Regions from separate parts of the Danio rerio genome. Here region 1 is linked to region 2. Evidence: chromatin contacts called from public HiChIP or PLAC-seq data. All regions are on one chromosome and are shown on one strand. Each heading gives the region's core, a stretch centred on a gene start, on an enhancer-like site or on the middle of the called end of the contact. The rest is flanking DNA. Distances are from core to core; before and after follow the strand shown. Region 1 holds the start of acin1a (apoptotic chromatin condensation inducer 1a). Region 2 holds the start of chd8 (chromodomain helicase DNA binding protein 8).

Region 1 (6,749 bases), core at 1,567-4,066, 110 kb before region 2:
TCTGGAATATTTAGCATGCTAAATGTTGGATTTCCGTCTGCGAGGTGTCGGCGACGCGCCAGCGAGCCTCGTTGATGCGTTGTTCAGTAGTTCACACATAAAGAGCGCCGAGCGCCGAGCACCCGCAGATTTCTTCCTGATCACAGCCCGATCTGTCGGCGAGCTCGTTAACTTCCAAATCGGGCTCAAATCAGGCTTAAGATCCTTTAGTGTGAACTAGGCATTAGTGTCAGTATTAGACCATGCATTCACAGGGGTGCTGTCCTTTCGTTTGTATGCGTGTCGTACCTCTGACAAAAGCCTCAGATTCACCTGAGCTTTCTTTCACACAAAGAAAATCATGTGCAGGATTTTGGGGTATACATCACTGCACAGTGCATATGAACGCACACACCCTATACTGAAAAGACATTTGTTGAATCAAGTCATTATTTTTGTTTCATGTGTGCACAAAAGTATTCTCAATGCTTAATAATCTTGAGATTGAACCACTGCAACAACATATGTTTGGTTTTGAGGATTTTTGTCGTACCTTTTTGGACTTTTGTAACGATTCGGGACAATTGCTGTCTATGGTGAACGAGAGACCTCTCGAAGTTCATCTAAAATATATTAATCTGTGTTCTGAAGATGAACAAAACTCTCAATGGTTTAGATCAACATAATGGTGGGTGGCTGAACCTTTAATTACAGAAAAATCAACCACCAAAGACAAAGCTATTAAGTTTGACATAGACCCAAAATAAAGCACCTGTAGTGTGTTGAGCTGGTCTAATAAACTAGACACCTTTCCAGGTACAGCCTTTGAGATCAGATCTTCCAGAAAGCGTTGTTTCTGAGCAACATTCCATCCCAAAAACCAGCTGAGCACACATCTTTGCTCCTGAAGCGTCACAAAAGACAGCGGCACAGGATCTTGTCTGGAGCCCATGCTGAGAGATGTGCAGGACAGAGCTTCCAGTCGCTGGGGGACAATTCCTCCTGAGGCAGAGGGAAAGTCTGAGATGGAGACCGAAGGGAGGGTTGACCAACCTTGTCCATCAGACATTCCTAACTGGGTAATGGTGTGCATAGAGACCTGTGTATGGGACACATCTTCCACGGTGGGTGCATCTGGCTGGCCCGAGCCTTGCAAAGCATGGTGGAACCAAGCCATTTCTGCATAATGACATAAAAAGGAGGATATCAACAGTTTATCATTGGTGCTACTGAACTAATCTAAAAGAAACAGATTGCCTTGATGCTGTTGTGCGATTTAATAACTGGAAGATTTAAACCACGTAGGCCTACATCATAATTCGGTTCGTTAAAATATAAAATTTGCATGTTACAATGACTGTAGTAGGATACATGTATTCACTTCCTTGTCAAGACACACTGTGCTCGCTAACCAAAACAAACGAGTAACGAGTCACTTGAATCAAAATGTTACCCTTTTCTTGGTCGATTTTTCTCACATTACGTCGAAAAAAAATCAGGCTGTTGCTTTTATCGTCGGTAACCAGACAGTAAATACGGTCGAGGAGCCGCAAAGAAGCTCAAGCGGAGCCGCTGCCGCTTTCATCATCTGCCATGGAGCTCCTGCTACCCCCAACGAATCATTGTGGATCGGATCTTTTCAGTTTACAAAGCCAGGCTGACATCTCGCTGAAGAATCGAACTCAAGCAGGCGCTGATCAAATTAACGACATTTTAAAGTGTAGTTGACGGCCATAAATGAGCATTTTATGTTAATCTACTCACCCTTTGGAAACCCAATGTTGTAACGTTATGTTTGACTTTAATTTCCCTAAAAAGAGCTGAAGATTTTTTGCTGAAACCCTGGTCCTTGTGATGGTTCATAAAAAATAAAGTTGACTGGCACTTCACTGAATATAAACAGGCAAAACGGAATGATTACCAGTGGTTCGGTACCGACTCTGACCTTGTCAGTATAGCTAGTGAAGCATATGTTGATGATGAATGTACAAAACGTTACAATAATAACACTTTACAGCCAAAGATAAAAGAGCTAGCTAAACTGCTTTGAGTTGATTTCGTTTAAACTGAATCATTTTAAACGAGCAGTTCAAAAGAACCGAATAAATGAATTGAATCTGCGCCACTTGGGAACACAATATCAAATCCAAAATCTAGTTTATTGAAAAAGAACAAAAAATACTAATTCATTAATACATTCGGAGTAATATAGAGGACTAAATTTAGAATTTTTATTGATGCTGATTATTATTTTCAAACACCAAAACGTAGTAGATTAATGTGCATTAAAGTCCCGCCCCCAATATTGAACACTTTTCAGTATTCCAACCTGATTTTCTGAGAATATGAAACAAGATTAACACAGAACTAAAGGGATGGTTCATTCAAATTTTAATTTCTGTTATTATTCACTCAATCCTTGTACAAACCTCTTTGAATTTCTTCTTTTGAGCCCACTTTTGAAGAATAAACACTTATTTTGTGTTCAAAAGACAAATCAAACTCATAAGTACTTGACTGGAACTACTTTAAGGCGAATAAATGAAACAATGTTTACCGGGTTTCTATTGAAAATTGGTTGGCAAACCAACAGCTGACTACCAGAGAATATCCTCTTTGCTTGCCTAATGTCTGAAAATCAATTAATAATGTGCGATCTAATCGTGCCTAATGTGATCTAAACGCAAAAATGCATGTATACTGCCTGTTAACCTGATAAAACACCAAACAAACAACTTGATGTTGTTCTGCCTGAGTGCGCTTCAACTCCGCCTTTTCCGGAAACGCTCGTTGCGCGCTGACGTCAATGAGGAAGGCGTTGCGGTCCGCGCAAGCTACAGAACGAGTGAAGGGAATCAAGATGGCGGACCTCGAAGATGTTACGCTGGACGGGAGGCCGCTGCATTCGCTCCGGGTAGCGGACTTGAAGGCTGCATTGGAAGAGCGAGGGCTTCCGAAGAGCGGACAGAAAAATGCCCTCGTCAAGAGACTCAAAGGGGTAAGTGTGAGTCGCTGGTTTCTCGGCTCCGCGGAGTCCGAGGACCGTGATTGGGAGGCCGAGCGTCGGTGGTCTCTCGCTAGCTGCTAGCGCGCACTAGCTGGGGTGCTCATCCAGTTTGTAGAGTGTCATCATGTTCCCCCCGTTGATGCCTGTTTGTGCGTTTGTGTGTGACTTGCAAAAGTGCTGTTTATTTGCCGTACATTAGAGTTTTGGGAGGGCGCAGACCTCGCAGCGGGGTCTGGCGATGCGCTTCTGTTTACAAGTCTCTGGATGGCTGTGAACTGCGAGCTTTTTAAGTTGTCGGCGGGCTCGCGCTTTGTTAGTGCATAAGGTGTTAGGGGGGTGGGGGTTATGAAACGGGGACGCGCTTGCCAAAAAGTCTGTTTTTATTTTTTTATGACGTTTTCGAAAGACTAAACACGTCTTAACGCTTGAATGGCATGTGCTTTTGCTGAAACAAACAGTGAAGTCGCAGAGCGGTTGCTTTGCGTCGGTGGGAGGATTTGATTGATTGATGTGTCGCGCGCCACAGCTGCTTTGAAGTTTGATCTGAAGTTTCTGTTACTGGACAGATGTAAACAAATGTCTGTCACCTTCACGATTAGATTCTTCATCACATTTTGTGCAATTTTTTATTTTGGGATATGAAGAAATTAGAGTATACATTAATCCATGTAAGTGATATGATTTTGGATTCACGATGACTGCCGATCGTTCAGTCGGGTCTATGCAATCCTCATACCATAAACAAATGACTGCTCATTAATGTGTTCATAACGTAAAAGAGACATTTCTCTCATATGTAAATTGACATCGTTTACTCGCCATACACTTGTTTAAAACCTGTATTCGTTTACTCCGATAAACAGACGTTTTTTGTTGATCACGTGTAACCAAAAGGTTGCTTCTTCCCATTGGCTTACATATTATTTTACACAACGGAAGTCAAAGTAGACTGTTATCCAAAATTATAAATAATGTAAATGATTTTATACATTATATTATAAATAATGTTCAGGAAAAGGAAAACGCTCATAAATGTTTAGAACCACCTGAAAATGTAAGTTTTAAGTGCACAAGTCGCAGTATTGCATATTAGTACAGATGTTGAATTGTGTTTCTGTTATTTTGCATGTGCAACAGGCTCTCATGCTGGAGAACCTTCAGAAAACCTCCACTCCACACATTGGCCTGCAGCCCAACTCCCGGGTGAGCTGATCTGTGATGTATTGTTGAAATAAATTTGTTCTTGTTTGGATGGCCTAACTGCACTACAGCACTCATACCATTTTGCATTGCGTGTGTGTTTGTTTAGATCGGGGAGGAAATGAGTCAGAATAGCTTCATTAAGCAGTACCTGGCCAAACAGCAAGAGCTTCTGAGACAGCGTTTGGAAAAAGAGGCACGAGAGGCAGCTGAAACTGATGGTGAGTGAATGATGGTGATATTAAATAGCTCAAATTGTAACAGTATGTGTTGTTTTAAGTTGAATGTGTTAAAGATGTTGTCAACCAACACAAACTCTTCATCATTGAAACTGTGGTAAAGTGAACTGTGGAAATACTAAGCACACTCAACAAATCGTCACCTTAGAATTATAAGGTTCTATCTGACATTTGTCAAAATTGAGTTATTGACATATTCTTGTTAAATGACAACTTATAAATAAAAGATCAAATAATATTAATAAATTGTTTACATTTTAAGACTTTTTATTTAAAAAACAAAAAAGGTTTTATCTACAAAGTCGACCTCTAGCTTGGCTCTATAAGGTTCTTTCTGTGAGCCATCAGCATTTTTAAAACAATCGGAGCTTTCTTGGGGCCAGCGGCCGGCCTTTTTCAAACTGCCGAATATCTTGGGCCAAAGAGGGCCAACTGGGGCTTCGGGGCGGAGTGAAAGAAGAGGCGGGCACAGTTTTCGGATCGCACATGAGTACATGCGCCAAACAAATCAATAAATAAGGAAAAGAAAACATCTAGCCTAATGGGGTCTTTTTGCGTATGATCACCCTTATGTTTCCCTTTTAAATGTAAGGGTGTTGCATAAAATAATAAAGTAGTTTTAATTTATAGTGACGTTCTTTGCTGCGTCCTCCTTGATGTTTCAATAACGCATTATAATTTTCACACCATATTAAAGACACAGCAGACAGTAAAGGTTTTCGAGAGTTTTTGTCAAGTTTAAAAGGTGTATTTGTGCACGTTTAAATTCCTGTATGTGTGTGTGAGAGAAAAAGAGCGCTCCCTTTACAGCTGTGTTGATGCTGCGCGGCTTTTTAAAATTTATTTTGGAGATAATATACAACAGAAAGACATAAAACTTAACAAATTATGTGCCCACTTTCGTAGACTTTACACAATATATTGTCATATCTTGATAAAATAGCCTAAGCTATATTGAAATATAATTTAAAGAATTACAAATATCGGATATATTAAAATCGCATTAAAAAAATAAACCAATATAAAATAAACAAAAGCTAGCTATAACAAAGTAGGTTGCCTATACAATACATAAATCAAACTGTTTTAAAGCCACATATAACTTTCATTTTACAAAGACCTATCTGAAAAAAAAAAGATTTTAGATATTTCTAAAAACAATAAACACCGGAGAAGGTTTGAAATATTATTTATAAAGTGTTTGGATATGATAATATTAATCAAATCGTGCAAACAGAGCATTTTTTGGGTGAGTAAAAGCAGAATATAGCCTACTTTTTTTTTCTGTCACCCAGTCCTGCGCAGCGCCGCTTTAAACGCATTAGGGAAAAATGTGTTCTGTGTCCTCAAACAAGTGTTTATGTCCAAAATGCGGCTATTGACAGCGGGAGAAACAAGAAAGACAAAATCATACAAAATCAGAGTCGGCTAAATAATGCCGCACCACACAAAATTGAGATGTGTGTCAATGTGATGATTTAAAAGCATTTCTTGACATTGAGATTCATTCATTTATTCATTGTCTTTTGACTTAGTCCCTTAATTAATCTGGGGTCACCACAGCAGAATGAACCGGCAACTTATCCAGCATATGTTTTATGCAGCGGATGCCCTTCCAGCTGCAACCCATCTCTGGCAAACACCCATACACACTCACACACACATACACGATGGACAATTTTAGCTTACCCATTTCACCTGTACCGCACATATTTAAACTTATATTTGGACCGAACACGGGGAGAACATGCAAACTCCACACAGAAATGGCAACTAACCCAGCTGAGGCTCGAATCAGCGACCTTCTTATTGTGAGGTGATTGTATATATCACCGACATTGAGATTAAATGTTACGTTTTACATTGTTGAAAAAGAAATTAATATTTTAAAATGTATATATTAAATGGAAAATATATTAATTTGTTTACATATAGTCAGCGATACACTTTTCAGTGTTTATTAAACTCATTTGGTCATCGTCTATTTCTTTTAAAGTTTTTCAATTTAATTTTAAGCCTTGAAGGGCAAATACTTAATTTAATTCATGGGGCATATAATTCAATAAAAATAGTTCAATAATTCATATTAAGCATAAAATTTATAAATATTAACATATTAATTAGATAAAATTAAAAGCTGCGCTGGAAAAAATATTTAGCTCAGTCTTGCATGTTTAATTTAAACAAGAAAAAATATTCATCTTAAAACATGAAATAAATGTTAAAGAAAGCAAAAATTAAAATTTCTTAAGCGTCAACATATTGTTACAACACCAACTTATATATTTTTTGATTGTCTTTCTTGAAAAGCAATGCTTCAATGA
Region 2 (6,822 bases), core at 3,266-5,765:
ATTTGCGATGCCATTGACAAACCATCAATTTTAATCCAGAATTTTTCGTTTTTACAGTATTGGCATTTATGATTCCAAAACAATTAATTCAGTATTTCCATTGCATTCAATTTCTTTCTCTTTAACATTTTCCCTATTTTTTTTTTCAAATGTTCACACTATTGAGAAAAAAAAAAGTTTTCTTAAGAACTGCTCACTGAAAGGAGGAACCAAAAATGGAACTGTAAAAACTCACTTTTAGATCCAAATTTAGGATAATTAATACAGAGAAGTGACAGTTTTTGGCATTCGCAGGTGAGCTTGATGCTGAACGGATGGCCGATGATCTCTGCCTTTGCTGGAGACCAGGATGTGACACGAGAAGCTGCCACGAATGCTGGGCTTGTGATCATGGAAAGAGGAGACAAGGCTTACCTCAAGCTAGAAAGAGGAAACCTGATGGGAGGCTGGAAGTACTCAACCTTTTCAGGCTTCCTGGTCTTCCCCTTATAAAGGACAGCCATATGGTGAAGAGAAGAGCAGGGAAGTGAGAAGGAAAGAGAGATGCGTGCTCTTTGAAGATATATTTTATAAATCTTATTTGTTGTTTTGTTTAAACAGTTGTCAGAGCAGAGAAAATAAGAAGTTGCAAATAATTATATGATATTATTTATATTTAAAGATTTAAATTATTTATAATTATTTCTGAAGATTACTTGTAATATAGATATATACTGATATAAGTTTGGAAACATTAAGTTTTAAATAATTTTTTTAACTCCCCAAGAAATCAAAACCTACAATATGATTTTGTTTGCTCACGTTGCTAGTTTAGTGGTAATTCATGTGTGCATGTCATTAAGTAAAATAGCTTGCCCTTCTATACCTTAATTGAAATCTGAAAATGCACTTCCTGTATGTTTTCAGTTAAATTGTCAGATTACAAATATTTTAGCAAATGGGCATGGCTAACATACTTTACAATGCTGCTCCAGCTGTCAGTTTCGACAACAAACTGAAATTGAAAGGAGGAGGAGTCTGTTAGGTTGTAATAACTTTCCCCAAACCCTTTTCCTGATCTTCTGAATGAAATGTCTACTTTACTTTATCCATTCAGTTCGGAGTAGACAAACAAGCCACGCTCACTGTTGTGTCATTTAATATTCTGTTTATCTACGAGTTATGTCACAATACGAAGAAAACAATATGGTCAAAGCTTCCAGTTCTTGGGGTCTTTAAAGTTAATTCTGTTCATTGAGGCATTTATTTGATCTAAAATAAATAATAAAAGCCATATTGGGAACTACTATTTGAATGTAATGATCTTTCAGAAATCAGTTTAATATGCTAACTTGGTCATTTCATGTTAAATAAACTTGTTTTTTTTAACTGCAACAAATTACCATTTAAAAGTACCATATTAACACTGAAAATAGGAATTTCAAATATGACAGTAAAGGTATTTTTGCTGTTGCAACTCTTAAACATTATATCAAATAGATGCTGATATTTGGGACTTTTTCAAAAACAGAATTCCTGGAGGAGTAATCACTCTGTTTAGTAATTATTTTAATTAGTAATGCTGCTGAAAATGCAGTTATTTTAATGAATTTTTTATATTTATTTAAACATTAATTTCTAATTAAATACATTTGACTTAAAAAGCTTTTAAAAACATTAAAACACTTAACGTTTCCAAATTTTTCACCAGTATGATAATATAATTAAATATTATTCAGACAGATATGTGAAGAAATGTATTTATTAATTTGAATGTTTTTGAGTATTATATTTCAGACAGTATGTGTATAGTTAATCCAAAAACGATTACATAATAGGAAGATCCAATTGATCTGTCCTAATACTATATTTAACATGATAGGAAGACACAATTGAATGATCCCAATAATGTATTTAACATGATATTCCAATTTTTCATATAAAAAATCAGTTTATGAATTAACTTGTAATGTAATATATTAATAAAAAATCCTACTTGATGTGAATTTTTATTTCTTACGTTTGTCTATGCTTGCCTGCTTATGGAGCTATGTGTGTGTGTGTGTGTGTGTGTGTATTATAAAGCTTTAAAAAGAAAACTCATTAAATTGAATCTCTTAACTAAAAAAAATCTGCATCCCTCCTTATTCTGTGTACACTGAAATATGTCTTGTTCTCAACCTGTGGTAATTCTGTCAGCGAGGTGTTTTACCACTAACAGCAGCTGTTTGTAAATATAGATCTCAGCATCCGAGCTGGCAGGCTTGAGCAGGAATCATCACAGAAAGCAGCATAGGCATAATGGATAACGGATACGAACTACAGTGGCACCGGTCGAGCAAAGGCAGATGGAGTTTTTGGCAAGCAGACGTGCAAGTGTACACTGGACTCCTATGGACCATGCAGGGTGGGCTGTCAGAGTCAATAAGTTACGCTGCATTGGTTTAAAGACACACTTATTCACACATGCAGAACAAGCGAAGAAAGAGAACAGCAAAGATGAGGAGAAGAATGTGATAAGAAAACAGAAAGAAAGAATCACTTTTGGTTACTTTTTCTTAATTTTAGCAGTTATTTAATAATTGATCACTCTTATGTGGAAAAACTACTGTGACATTTTAAGAAAGTGGGAGAAACATAAAAGACTGCTGCTCATGATGGTTTAAATAAGTCATTTTATAATTTATTTAGATGTGAGTAATTTACCATTATTTCCCTTGCATATGTAATTCAGAAGTGCACTGCAAATTAATAAATAGTTTTTTATAAATAAATAATTTAAAAAATAATTTTAAAATATAATAGCATTAAAGGTATTTTAACAGTATATATTTATAGTAAATATTTATTTTCCATAAAGCCTGTTTGTTATGATTTCACATAACATAATTTATGTCAACATGTCATTTATCATTCATTTGCCCATCCAGTGCAGTGCAAATTTAGTTATTGCTTCATATATGTATTATTGTGTTATGTAATGCCTATAATATAAATATTTCTGACAAATTTTAGTATAGAGCCAGATCAGTATCAAAAATAAAATTTTTAGAAAATATAATTCATACGTCCACAACACAGTTTACATTTACAAAATCCAATTCGTCAATTTAAAACACGATTCAAAAATACATAAATCATATTTGTAAATGCAAAACACCATTCAAAAGTACACAAATCAAATTCGTAAATTCAAAGCACCATTCAAAAAATACACAAATTATATTCATAAATTGAAAACACAATTCGTAAATACACAAATCAGATTTATTAATTCAAAACACAATTTGTAAATACACAATGCCAATTCGTAAATTCCAAACACCAATTAAAAATTAATTGGTAGGAATTACCTTCCATACTGGAAGGGTATCCACTACATAAAACATGTGCTGGATAGGTTGGCGGTTCATTCTCCTGTGGTGACCCCTGATTAATAGAGGGACTAAGCTGAAAAGAAGACGAATAAATGAAGGAAGAAATGTATTTGTGAATAATTTCCTGTTTTAAAATGTGGAAGTACTGTTTGTTTTATGCATCAGCTGTATTTTGAAGCCATACTTTTTTTATTTAACAGCGAGAACCACAATGGAAACAAGCCCACGGCTTAATTGTGTTTTATCCTGGACAGTTTTTATTTAGTTATTATTATTATTATTTTATTTTTATATAGTTTTGGGATACTTATACAGCTTAACTAAAATCTGTCAAATAAAAATTTAATTCAATTAAAGAAAAAAACAATTCATAAATTCAAAACACGATTCATAATTTACACAAATCCAATTATTTGGTGAAAATGTTTATGATTTTCCACTTGTGAATTTATGAACTGTGTGTTGTATTTATTAATTGTGTTCTGGATTCAAAAATTGGACTTTGTAAATGTGTATTGTACTGCGCATGTATAAACTTCATTTTGTAAATATTATTATTTTTGAGACTGATCTGGCTCCATATTTCAGCAGCATTTTGCTTTTCGCTGGCATTTCATTTATACCTCTATTTACAATGTTTTCTAAATAGCAAAACCAAAAAAATTCTAACAAAACAGCCCCAAAACTGTCGCCTAAATTTATGAAGACATTTGTGTTCATAAACGACCTTTTCATTTAACACAATGCATCAATGTTTCATTTATTATCATCAAGCTTCATTTGGATACATAGCAAAAAAAACTAACAAAAGCTCTGTCAAAAAATTATATTTGCTCAACGTTTAAATGATTCGATATTATTTTTCCCTAAATAGCAATAAAAATAACTGAATCATCGCCATTTAATTCTAAGCAGCGAGCATCTCAAAACCCGGCGATAACAAGTAGGCCGCATTTAGCGCATCCTCAACCTAACTACCTGTACGACCGATACCCATTAATGTCTCCCGCCCTGTAATTCCGCACACCGGATTGATAGACAACTCGTTCCACCAATGAGACGTTTGTCTTTTGACAGCCCCTCTGCCAACCGACCAATCAGCGTACAGCAGATGAGATCGGGGCAGCGCGTTCGACCTAGCGCTGGCAAGAAGTTAGTTCCTGCTCTACGCTGGCCGTTTCCTGTAATCGTACAGTGTTGTGAGACGGAGAAAGCCATGTGTGTCGATGCAAAGGTAAATTTAGCACCCCGAAATTATTGCTGGGAAAGTTAGGGCAGTGGATGGCAGCGTTATTATGGCATATTTTAGTAGAAAATATGACCTAGCCAAGTCGAAACAGCTTTGCGGCCTTGTCCATGTCTGTTCGTAGTCGGGCTATGGTTTTTGTAGCACGTTGCCTTTGGTTTGGTCCGGTTTGTTGATGAGAGAGATTGAAAGAGAGTCCGAACGAGAGACTGAGATGTATTATGAATGATGGAGGCTTACTTATACACTTCAAATCGGCCGTGAGAGAACAACAAGACGATCGAGCACTTATTTAGCATTTATAGCAGTAGGATTCGCCATTGTGAACATTGATGGGGTTTGTCGAGTGTCTGGTTTAGGACTGTTGTTCCACATTGATGGCAAGGCAAGGAAGACAGAACTGCTTTATGTAATGTAAACGTCAAATATACGATTTGTAGATGATTTTGAAAAATAATGATTGGCAGAAAATACATATTTGCTCGTTTTCACTTTTTAAAACAACGTTGCGATGCATGCTAAGTGAGATACAAGTCAGTCAGACATGATGCCATGCGAAGTGATGGCAATGCCATTTAGCAGGATACAGCAACTGTGCCATTTGAATGTTTCAATTTAATACAATTCAATGTTTTTAATCTTTTTCATGGGTTCTTATCTTCTCCAGGGCATCAGTACACACATATATTGATGGATCTCTTAGTGTTCAGTCCAACCAGAGAACCGAAAAGTAACTCCAGAGAGTAGGAGAGGATAGAGGGGAGGAAGAGAGAGAGGCAGAAAGAGGGTGAACTGGTGGACTCTCTCTTTTCCTATTCCTCACTCCCTAATCACTGATTTCAGGTAAGTTTACCTGCTGTACTGGATACTTATTCATATGTAATGGTTAAAGTGTTATAATGTGTATGTAAATATGAGCTTGATGAAGGTGCTTGCAAAATGTATGGGTTTTAAAAATTTTAGTCTTTTCATGTTTCATTGACAAAAACATCTGTCATTCAAAACAAAAAGATTTTATTTGTAAGCATGTTTAAAAGCGGTTTATGTTGTTTTGCAGTTTTCTATTATATTGTTTAACATTTTAATTGTCATGGAAGCTGGCATGAAATTAAAACGCCAACCAACCAGCTGTCTGTCAAATGCTTAAAACTAAATAAAAGTATGTATCTTATAAGTATTCTTACCTGCCATGCGGGAGGGGGGTATCACATTGGGAAGCACTTTCACCTCACAGCAAGAAGGTCGCCGGTTTGATCCCCGTTTTTGTGTGGGTTTTCTCTGGGTGCTCTGGTTTCCCCCAGTCCAAAGACATGCGCTATGGGTGACTTGGAGAGAGAGAGAGAGAGAGAGAGAGAGAGAGAGAGAGTGTGTGAGAGTGAGTGTATGGGTGTTTCCAAGTGATGGGTTGCAGCTGAAAAGTATGTATAAAACATATTCTAGATAAGTTGGCGGTTCAACCCGCTGTGGCAACCCCTGATTAGTTAAGGGACTAAGCTGAAAAGAAAATCAATGTATCATATAAATATATCTATTAAAAAAGTTTTGGGGGTTATTTTGTATATACTGATGCATAAATGTAACAATAATATAATAAATATATTGTTTTATTTTTAATTTGGCAGCACACCTGCAGGATCCTTTCGGACTTGTTGGATGTTTTTGTACCGACACTGGATATCACTCTTTCTTTGCTTTTTTTCACAAACTTTTTGACAAGATGGCAGACCCTATTATGGACCTCTTTGATGACACACCACTGTTCAATTTGGACTCCCTGCCGGAGGATGCGTTCTCCCAGGGTTCCTCAGACCCAGTAGAGGAGGCGCTGAAGTTGGCATTGGGCCAAGTAGACCCTCCTACAGACCCCATACCTGACCCTGGTGTTCCTATTCTGAGTGACGTGGTCACAGATCCAGCTCTAATCCCAACTCCTGTCTCTGTTCCACTGCAAAACCTTCAAACTCAGCAGCTCAGCCAGATCCCCCATGAGGTCTCTGTTGCCTCTGCTCCCATTTCCATTCAGCCCTCCCTCTCGGTGGCCAGTAACAGCAGTGGTGCTGCAACAGTCTTGCTGAGCTCTTCTCTTGGTGTACCTGTGTCAGGGGCTCAAGTCACCCCTCAGCAGCAGACTCAGCAAATCACTGCTGTTACGCAACAGGCAGCGGGACAGCACGCCCCAAAAATTGTCATTCTGAAAGGCCCGCAGGGTCAGACTCAAGT

The links. HiChIP or PLAC-seq counts read pairs in DNA pulled down with a chosen protein or histone mark.
Region 1: a contact with region 2 is called in an H3K4me3 HiChIP or PLAC-seq map of gastrula embryo, with 2.2 times the contacts expected there. The contact joins the promoter of acin1a here to the promoter of chd8 in region 2. A contact is called at or near these places in 2 of 4 datasets of contacts at active chromatin or transcription factors (embryo and gastrula embryo).

What each region holds. Positions count from the first base shown.
Region 1 is chr2:41,245,432-41,252,180 of GRCz12tu, reverse strand. acin1a (apoptotic chromatin condensation inducer 1a) reads left to right here and starts at 2,816. Exons shown (of 18, transcript XM_073928090.1): 1 at 2,816-2,977; 2 at 4,124-4,189; 3 at 4,296-4,407. The coding sequence starts at 2,840. si:ch211-14a17.11 reads right to left here and starts at 2,771. Exons shown (of 3, transcript NM_001244794.1): 1 at 2,409-2,771; 2 at 752-1,158. The coding sequence starts at 1,156.
Region 2 is chr2:41,139,212-41,146,033 of GRCz12tu, reverse strand. chd8 (chromodomain helicase DNA binding protein 8) reads left to right here and starts at 4,515. Exons shown (of 39, transcript NM_001347671.1): 1 at 4,515-4,590; 2 at 5,270-5,445; 3 at 6,225-6,822. The coding sequence starts at 6,320. cbln12 (cerebellin 12) reads left to right here. Exons shown (of 4, transcript NM_001243318.1): 4 at 295-638. The coding sequence ends at 492.